Linked DNA regions of Tachysurus vachellii: region 2 is linked to region 1. The links are chromatin contacts, called in public Hi-C maps. All regions are on one chromosome and are shown on one strand. Each heading gives the region's core, a stretch centred on a gene start, on an enhancer-like site or on the middle of the called end of the contact. The rest is flanking DNA. Distances are from core to core; before and after follow the strand shown.

The links. A called contact is a pair of places that touch in the nucleus more often than the background predicts.
Region 2: a contact with region 1 is called in a Hi-C map of muscle, with 4 times the contacts expected there. The contact joins the promoter of lgals3b here to the promoter of kiaa0586 in region 1. A contact is called at or near these places in 2 of 3 Hi-C or Micro-C datasets (blood and muscle).

The regions. Positions count from the first base shown.
Region 1 is chr10:13,359,399-13,364,685 of HZAU_Pvac_v1, forward strand. kiaa0586 (KIAA0586 ortholog) reads left to right here and starts at 2,912. Exons shown (of 32, transcript XM_060879614.1): 1 at 2,912-3,157; 2 at 3,449-3,719; 3 at 4,401-4,462; 4 at 5,196-5,262. The coding sequence starts at 3,452. It overlaps timm9 (translocase of inner mitochondrial membrane 9 homolog), which reads right to left and starts at 2,009. Exons shown (of 4, transcript XM_060879050.1): 1 at 1,925-2,009; 2 at 1,699-1,754; 3 at 1,413-1,508; 4 at 503-936. The coding sequence starts at 1,737. The coding sequence ends at 802.
Region 2 is chr10:13,492,642-13,497,570 of HZAU_Pvac_v1, forward strand. lgals3b (lectin, galactoside binding soluble 3b) reads left to right here and starts at 3,530. Exons shown (of 8, transcript XM_060879776.1): 1 at 3,530-3,536; 2 at 4,211-4,299; 3 at 4,442-4,601; 4 at 4,689-4,844. The coding sequence starts at 3,531.

The sequences.
Region 1 (5,287 bases), core at 1,662-4,161:
TGGTTGGACCAAATTGAAAAAAAGAAAATTCAATTTGAGAAAAATGCGGTATGGCTAAAATGAACATTTTTGCCATTTGTTATTCTTTGCATGACCCAAAAAAGAAGTTGGATTACAGTGTGGAGTTTTTCTTGCAAAAGTATTTCCAATTTTTGGTGCAGCTTTTACTGCTTGAGAGGCAAATACATTCATACCTACACCAAACTACTGTGTAGGAAGCTGAAAGATGCCTTCTAGCACTGCAAAATTGAGTAAAATATGTATAGAATGCTCTCTGGGCTGCTACAGACTCCTATGGCAAAGTATTATAATAATAACAAGAGTAAAAAAATGACAAAAAGGCACCTACACATGCTTGGCCCATAACCAATTTGTTAGCAGTTTAATTTCTTCACTAGCACAATACCATGCAAAAGAATATCACACATGCTTACGATCCTCAGTTCACCACATACAGGTATATACTGTAGCAGATAGATAAATAATATAGTCTGTATAAAACTGACTTATTTAGTTGTTTTATTTGTTTCATACATTAGCAGTGATTACATAAAAAGACCCTGACTATTTAAAAAAACAGCCCAACAAAAAACACTACTTTCACATTAAGCCCAAGTCAGACCTGGTAAGTCTTCACAGTCGGAAGAACAGGAAACAAACCTCCCACCATTGCTAGTGATCTTAACTCAATAGGAGGACACCATCTTCTGACACGTCGTCCTCTGCCTCATCAGTCCAGTATAAAGCAGGCAGGGTGAAAGTTACAGCCTGAGGATACAAGTCTGTAAAAACAGTAGTCGACTATCGTGGCTGACCTAATAAGCCAGCTTTGGCTGCTAAAGCCTCATTCTGCTGAATATGATATTCCTGGAAGCGCATCGAGATCCGTTGTGTCATTTTTAGATACTTCTGTAGACAGCTCTCTGAGCATGAAGTCTGAAAAGGAGACACAAATAGAGAATTATCCCACTGCGAAAAGATTGCTGTTTATGCAGTTATCAGAATTAAGCTAATATGCGGTCAAAAAAGATGTTTATTTTAATCAACGTCAACATTAAAAGGTCCATTGAATCCAAACTGAATGCATTGCAAATAATTTACACCTTAAACTTTTTATCTACATTTTATCTATAGATCACTAACTAGCTGAGCAGATGCTCATTGTACTGCAGCTGTATGCACTATAGTGTTTCACATCGACGCTATCCATAATGGTTGGGATCATCCTAGCAAACTGCACTGTGCACTAGCAAAAAAACAAACAAAAAGAGCATCAGATAACCTCCGAACTTCTTACAGGAACAGTGACAACTAACACCAGAAACTAACGGGATCACATATGTTACGGTTTCACCAAATGAAGTGTGTTTCAGGGTGATGATTTCATCTGTTCATCTCAGTGGCTCTCATACCTCTTCAGCTTTGACCTCTCTGGTTGTGAAGTCTTTCACACAGTCCATGAAGCAGCTCTCGGTCAGTTTGTTGTAGGTGCCAAGAAACTCCTTGAACTGAAAGATAAAACATTGTAACATTACATTTACAGCAGACACCTTTACCCAGAGTCAAGACATTTTATACAACTGAGCAATTGAGGGTTATTAAGGGCCTTGATCAGGGGCCCAGCAATGGCAGCTTGGTGGACCTGGGATTCGAACCCAAGACCTTCTGATCAGTAGCCCAACACCTAAATGAACCAACCTGTTTAATTTGATCCGATTCTGTGACCTGAGCAGCCATAACCTCAAACCGTTGTTCTGCACATCAGAGCAAAAACAACACAAAATCACACCCTATAATTACAGTGATATAAAGACATCATATCTAAAGCTCATCTGTAGCTCAACATCACTAACGAGACAAACAATATTAAAATAAAATAGGTAGAAAAGTGTGTAAACAGTAAACTCAGTATGATTTTGATTACCTTTTGGATCTGACGGAGACAAACTGTAGGGCCTCTAAAGGACATGTGTATCTAAGTAAGCCGAAACAAATTGACGTTTCACCGCCGCACATTCGTAACAAAATTAGACGCAGGGTGGTTTTTCTTTTTTTTTTTTTTTAAAAAAAAACGTTTTGCATTGCAAACATAACGGTATCATACAAGAAGTACATGAAATATTTACGTGCAATTTTTAGATACTTCTAAAAGACACAATTATTTCTTATGTCGAAAATACCAATTGGAAATGAAGACTACATTTCAAATGCAACTCTGTCGGTGACGTAAGTCACAGCGCCAAAGCAGCCCGAGGTGCAGAAGTGTAAAATCTGTCCCATTTTATAAATAATTTCAAGTTATTCAGTAATCTTTTGGAAAAAGTAAAAAACAAAAAAGCTCAGAAAATATGTGATATTTTAAAATAATTAATTTTTTTGTATTTTTTTTCTTTCTTTTACTTTCTTTTACTTTCTTTTCTGGTAACCTATGTGACTGATACCTCTTGTTTGTGTGACATTGAACAAAATGTGTATTTTGTGTTTGTCGTATTGCAATGAAAAAAATTAAAAAAAAGGTGCAGAAGTGTATTTTAAAAGCGGTTTAAAAAGCATGATCCAAATGGATTTTAAAATAAAAAAGTCAGATAATGATTTTTATTTTGAAATGATCCAAATGGATTTTAAAATAAAAAAGTCAGATAATGATTTTTATTTTGAAATGATCCAAATGGATTTTAAAATAAAAAAGTCAGATAATGATTTTTATTTTGAAATGATCCAAATGGATTTTAAAATAGAAAAATAACTTTTATTTTGAAAAGATCCAAATGGATTTTAAAATGGAAAAACCGTCAGATAATGACTTTTATTTTGAAAAGATCCAAATGGATTTTAAAATGGAAAAACCGTCAGATAAAGACTTTTATTTTAAAGCGAACTAAACAAGTCATGCGGTGTCTATTTTCACGTCTGTTGTCAACTTTGTTGTCAGGGGCAGTTGGGGTGGTTTGATCTGTACAAACTGTCGCGTTACAGTGAGCGTCCCAGGCTCTAGTGCTTTGTGTGCAGTGACACTGTGCTTTGTGCCCACAGACCTGCTTGAGCTTCGGCTTATAACATGAACCAGTGTTGAGTCGCTTAGCAACATTTTACTGCACGAGCGGCGCCAAATTCAAAACTAACACCAACAAAAGAGCTTCTACAACTCGAGTGACAGGTGAATAACTGCTTTCTCTTAGTCGTTTTTTTATATTAAATGATTTTATATAACCAACCATGAACAATTATGCTTATTATAGCTAGCTAGCTAGCTAGTTAGCTAACTAACCTACCTGCTTGACAAGTGAGCCGATTCTTCTGAACGACTCATTGTCAGTCATTTGAATCTGTAATCCATATTCTTCTTAGATATTTCAAAAATACAACAAAAAAGTGTCTAATAATATACATAAGGTGTATAATTATAGCACGAAATAAACTGATATCTGTGTTATGTCTGTGATTTGAGACAATGGACGTGTTTACAGTGAATAACTTGGATGAATCCACGTCCAGTTCTGATGCTGCTGATGTGTTAATTCGCTCCACTAAAGCGGTGCTTCAACAAAAAAGTCAGACAACCAGGAGCGAAAATATGGATTGTGGCTACAGAGATATTAATATTTATGTCCGGAGACTTTCAGACTCTGTTCACGGTTCCTGTTTGGCTGAAAGTGGATTTCAGGAGATGATTTTTCCTCCTGTGCTTCCTGTAAGCACACATTCAGCTTCAACCACAGGTACTTTTATTCTCTCTCTTATATCCTCTATATTAAATGTAAAACGTCTATATACTTCCTGTCTATTTTAATAGGAACATCTGCAATTATCCAATCAGCCAATCATGGTGCAGCAGCTTGGTGCATAAATTATGCAAATACAGGTGAAGAGCTTCAGTTAGTGTTCATATCATAGACTATTCATATCATCAGAGCTAAAAGCAACTCAGAAAACCCAACACAACCCTGAGGAGGATGCGATACACAGCATGGAACCACATCACGTTCCACTTCCTGTTAGACAAGAACAAGAATCTAAGAATCTTCTGCTGTTATATCCTTCAGCTCAAGGTCTGATGTGTCGTGTGTTGTATTTTTGAGATGTTTTCTGTTCACCACAATTGTAAAAAGTGTTTATATGACTTACTGGATCTTTCCAGTCTGGACATTTTCCTCTGATCCTCTGCATGTGTTTGTTTTTTTGCACCATACTGTATAAACAATAGAAACCTTTGTGTGTGAAAATCCCAGGAGATCCACAGTTAAGGTCTAAAATAGTCATACTTTAATTCTTCACGTCCTGAGGCTCTTGACCTGTGATTTTACACCGTGTGCTGCTGCTACATGACTGACTGATGAGAGAACTTTATAAAGGCATAAGAGTGCAAGTGTTCCTATAAACATACATATTATTTTTTGTAGCACCTGAAGACCAACATCATACAGCATCAGATCCAGGTCATGGAGTTTCCAGGAGAAGTCATGTGAGACAACAATATGTTTCTACAATATTTATTTTCTTTCCGAATTGCAAAAATAGATTTAGTTTTTTATCTTATGAAGCTATTACAATATCCTTATTTTTATACGAGTGTGTACATTATGTTTACCTTTGGAGAGCTTTTTTATTTACGATCATTTCTACAAGTACATAAAATAAAATGCAGACACAGGACAGTTTGCATCAACAGCATTTTTTCTTATGCATAATAAAATTGTAGGTAGATTTTAACTGACATTGTTATTAAGTTTATGAGGTTGAATGAAAAGATCTTCCTATAAGAAACACAGTCGTGTGACTGACGTCATTTAAAACTATTCAGTTCAGGTTACTAGTTATGAAATAATCATTTTAGGTTATACAAGTAACTAAAATTACTTTGATAGTTCAATCCAAATTTATTTGTATAGTGATTTTAACAATGGACATCGTTTCAATGCAGCTTTACAGAACATAAGAAATATTGTAAAAAGTACCAAAAGGTTAACGTTATGCAAAGATTCAAGATTCATGTTTGACTCATTTTTAAATGTGTTTGTATTCATCTCCAATTATCAAGCCTGATGATGTAGATGATTAAACAGTTCTAAACTGCTCCCACAGCATGGCAGGATGTACACTGCTATAGGTTAAATACAGTGTGGTTTGGGGTGTAGTGAAACTTTTGGATTGTTCATGGTTTAAGATGAATTACCAACATTCTCTCTTTCTCTCAGCTTCCAAGAGAAGGTAGAGATTCATTAAAATCATCGGTCGCACAAACAAGGGACAAAGAGCAGGAAGGTAATTTTTTCACACTACTTAATTT
Region 2 (4,929 bases), core at 2,280-4,779, 130 kb after region 1:
TCAAGCAATTATGGCTTTAAAAATAGTGAATTTAATGTAAGATTAAGTAATAATAGGATATCATGTAAGATGGCAAAGATTCTATTGAGAATAACTTGATGAACTGGACCATGCAACATCAGGACAGAGCAAAAGCATGAGGATCACAGTTTATATAAAGGCTCAACAAATTATACTGATAGAGCAGTAGTGCCCCCTGGTGGTTAAAAAATCAAATATATGGCTATAACTATTTTGCTCTAAACACTGCTTTACTTGATCGTGTAGACATGTCAACTTGGTCAAATAAATAAACAAACAAATAAACAATTAATTAATTGTTTATTTTATGGGTCACATGAAAGTAATGATCATGTATATGTGGAAAATATGAGCTTAGAATACAGTAGTTCAGCACCTGCTGCTGCTTTTAGATATATCAGAGTAGTTAGCAGAGCTATGGTGAACATGCTAGGTTTGTGTAATGAGTATTAATGATGATTTGTTTTACTTTATATATAACAACACTGTAAATTAAAAATTAATTAATTGCTTTAAGTTCTGTAATAAATTAATTCATGTAAATATTTGGCTAAAATGCAATGTGTATCTTTTAATAGAATAGAATATTTTTTATATATATTTAAGTGCTCACAAAACTATAACTAAGATGCAGCTTTTCAAATATCTATGGATATTTTAGAAATACACTATCATGGCTGTCTGAGATTCCTTTTGCTACTCATTTCCTTTGCAAATAGGTGGCCTTAACACTAGTCACAGCGTGGAAATCAGGAACAACCACCTAAAATATTCTTGCCATGTACCAACATGTATCCAACAAAAAAACACCTCTAGGTCATATAAGGCTTTCTACTACTACCCGGTCTTCCATTATAATGTTATTAAAATAACAGTAATACATTATATACATAATACATAAGTTCTATATCTACAAAAGTATGTTATAACATACATTAAATACAGCTTTGACCTTAGTTTTATTTATTTTAAAATCATTTATTGCTCTGATGCCCACGATTACTTTTCTGAATTTGCTAGCTGGAAGGCAAGCTAATTATATTTCAAGTAGGACAGTGACAAGTAGACACAGGATATTGGTATAACATTAGGTCATACAGTCATGTAATATTTTTTAAGTGGGCTATTACAGAAAACAGTAAAGCTTTCCAAGATTTAACAACAAGACCAGGGAAATATATCATTGACTAGTGATATACCAATATTGTCAAGCATGATTCATTCATTTATCTTCAGTAAGCACTGTATTTTGTTCAGGGTCATCCTGTAAACATTGGGTATAAGGTGGAAATATACCCCAGTCCATCAATTATTCAACTTCCTCATGATGATTATCCTAATCATATTCATTTTAGTTTCTATATACGATGAAAGAGTCTCTAATTGATCATTTTTCCTTCTTTGCTATTAGGCAATAACATTGAAGGCTTAATTTTTGGAGAATATTAATTGTGGAATCGAGCAAATTCAGATCTGACTTAAAACCTTTTGATTTACTACTTTGTTAGCCTTTTATTGTGAGGTGTTGCTGTTGAAATCGGCTACATTTCTAATTCTATAAGAATAAGTACATTCTTGTATAAAGCTAATGGTTTTCCACTGCCAAGAATACTGTGATCTTTAAGCAGTATTTGATCCTCTTCATGTTCATGATTTATGGTATATTATCTGTTCCATACTAAGCAGTGATTCATCCAAGTAGTTTTAAATGGATCATAATTCAACCCCTACGGCGCTGACACTGAGCAGGTTGGATAGTTTGTTGTAAAACTTGTTAGTGGTGCCATATCAATTAAGAAGGTTCAGTTTCTTGTAGTTGAACATACACAATTATATATCTCCTTGAAGGATCTTTGATTGTGTTATTTAGAACTGCACTGATTATGTTTCTGGGTCCTGGTGCATTATCTCCCTGGGAAAAAATATAAAATGTGTATTAATGTGTACAATCAATAAGGAAAATCCAAAGGCACTGACAAAAATGTTGCAAAACTCACAGATAGGTGTGCTGTTGCAGCTGAATGACTGTTTTGTGTTGGTGCTTGTGGTACAGTGTTAGAGTTGGGCAGGTCACGTGCACTCATGGATCAGTAACAATAAGGGGAGGGACTAAAAGGACCTATAAAAGTCTGTAAAAAGAATCCCAGCTAATGTTCCTCTTGCTTTTCTACCTGCGGACCTGATCTCCAACTAGCTCACAACATCACAGCATCAGGTAACTATTTATATTTCATGCTATGTTCCATTCTAATCTGACTCTTTACTGTCAATAGATTAGCTGTTGAAATGAATTAAGATGCAGCTTTTCAATTATAAACAGATATTTTAGAAATACCCATCATGTCAGTCTGAGTTTGTCAGACTGTATATTTATAGTCACACATACTGTATAGGGTCACATTTATAGTCACCCATATGAGGATGGGTTCCCTTTTGAGTTTGTTTCCTCTCAAGGTTTCTTCCTTTACAATTCAAGGGAGTTTTTCCTTGCCACTGCTGCCTGAGTCACCGCAGACTTGCTCATTGGGGATAAATACAAACACATTTAAATATATCTAATATTAATCTTGAATAATGTATTATATTAATCTTTATATTATTCTTTATAATAAGCTTTTGTTCTATGTTTATGTTCTGTAAAGCTGCTTTGAGGCCATGTCAATTGTAAAAAGCGCTATACAAATAAATGTGAAATTGAATTTGAATTTGAGTTTCCTGTGCTACTTATTTCCTTGGCAAATAGGTGGCCATATCACTAGTCATGTAATGTTGAAAGACAAAGGCACTAACAGAAATCTCGATTTAACATTATATACATGTAAAACTGTGTGATGTCTTTTGATGGTTTCTTTTTGAGGACAACTTGTGTGTGTAAAATGTTGGAATTTCGAAAGGTTTTTGACTTGCAGTGCTGCTCAACATTGCTCAGTGCATCAATAAAGACTGCAGCAAGGAAATGTTTAATCCTTCTGTGTGATAGCTTAGACAAGCACATGCTAGTTTAGGTGGGTTAAAAAATTATAAGACTTTTTAGATATAGTTCAAATTTCTCAGTTGTATCTCAGGTTATGAAAGTTTTTTTTTACATACTTTAAATAGATTATGCACTAATGTAACATTATCATATGGATTTCACTAGACATTGTGTCCTTTATATTTTAAGAGATTAGATAACATTCCTGTATTCTTTTACTTTGTCTCACCTGATACTGGGTGTGGTGGGGGTATATTCTCATGTGAGTCTAAACCTGCTAGTTTTTTCCTGCTTCTTATACCTTTTTTTATTGAAATGTTAATTAACTGGCCCTAAATTTCAGGCCGTATGGTGGAAAAAAGAAAACGCAGAGTATAGTGTATTCTTTGAAATGCATATTAACCCAACACACCTCTGAAGTGCTCTGCACATTTGCCTGATATTGAAATATCAAACTAAATGCTAAAGACATCATTTATGTCTATAGTAATTCCAAAACTAACATTTCTGTTTTATTGTTTTCTGTTTAGATATCATGGATGTAAGTGCACCTTATTCACTATTCATTATGGACCACAAATTAACAAAAGACTGGGACAAAGACCATGCCTGAGACCCATGTGTACACTATAAGCATAACTGACTCTACAAGTTCGTCTCACTTTTCTGGTTTTATCTTTTTTCTGAGAGTGTAGAATTACCTGTCGCAACAAAATATTGCTTATTAGTTCTACCAAGCACCCGTAGTTCTTTACCATGCACTGTACCATTTAACAACTTCTTTCACATAACAGAGTTTAATGTCATTTTTAATTGTATGTAATATGCTAATATAATAAGTAATCTTATATAAAGTGAACAAGTTTTAAATTGATGAGAGAGTCAATAATACAGAATGAACTCCAATACAGCTGAAGGTACTTGAAAACCAAAGCCTTCAAACATTTCTGGAAAGTTTATTCTTCTCTTTTTAGATAGATAATTTCATATATATATTTCATTTCTCTATCTCAGCTAGAAGAGGCTTTCAATAGCGATCCTGCAACAAGCGATCTGCAGGCTACAGCCTTCATTTTAGTAAATATTGATGGTAGTTTGTACTTGTGTTACTATTTACAGTCTTCTTTACAGTGTGTCTGAAATATACTCAGATGACATATGTAAGAGCATAAAAGAGTAAAACACATACTTTTTTAATGTATATCTCTTTACTAGACTGTCCCATACAACATGAATTTGCCTCTTGGAGTATATGACAAGATGCTAATTACTGTCCAGGGGGAGCCCAAGCCTGATGCCAATAGGTAAGAACAAACTTGATCTAGTGAATGGGTCTCTGATCTATTCATCTCATTTTGGAGCTCTAAAAAAGTAGGCCTATAGAAGACAATATGTACTTTGATTATTTGATATTGTAAATTTCTATTCTATTTTTCCTATTCTCAGGTTTTCAATCAATCTGTTCAGAAATGAAGACATTGCCTTTCACTTTAACCCTCGCTTTGATGAAGATGTGGTTGTTAGAAACAGCATGGTAAACAGTGAGTGGGATGTAGAGGAAAGAGCAGCTCCCTCATTCCCTTTCATTCGAGGACAGCCATTTGAGGTTTGTATAATATTTGAATATGCTGATTTACTTTGGTTTAGTTTAGGTCACATACTGTAAATGCTGTCTCTTGTTATTTTTTCCTAGGTGAAGATCTTGTGTACTCCAGATGATTATAAAGTGGCTGTGAACAATGAAAACCTGTTTGAGTACAAACATCGAGTTTTTGAGCTCAACGAGATTAACTCTCTCACTATCAATGATGATGTTATTCTTACATCTGTAAATGTAGAGACCCTCCCCTGAGAGGGAATTTTGAATATTCTGATGCCCATGTAGGAATTGTAGGCTTCTTTTTTTCTTAACTATAAATCCTAAGAGTCTTTGG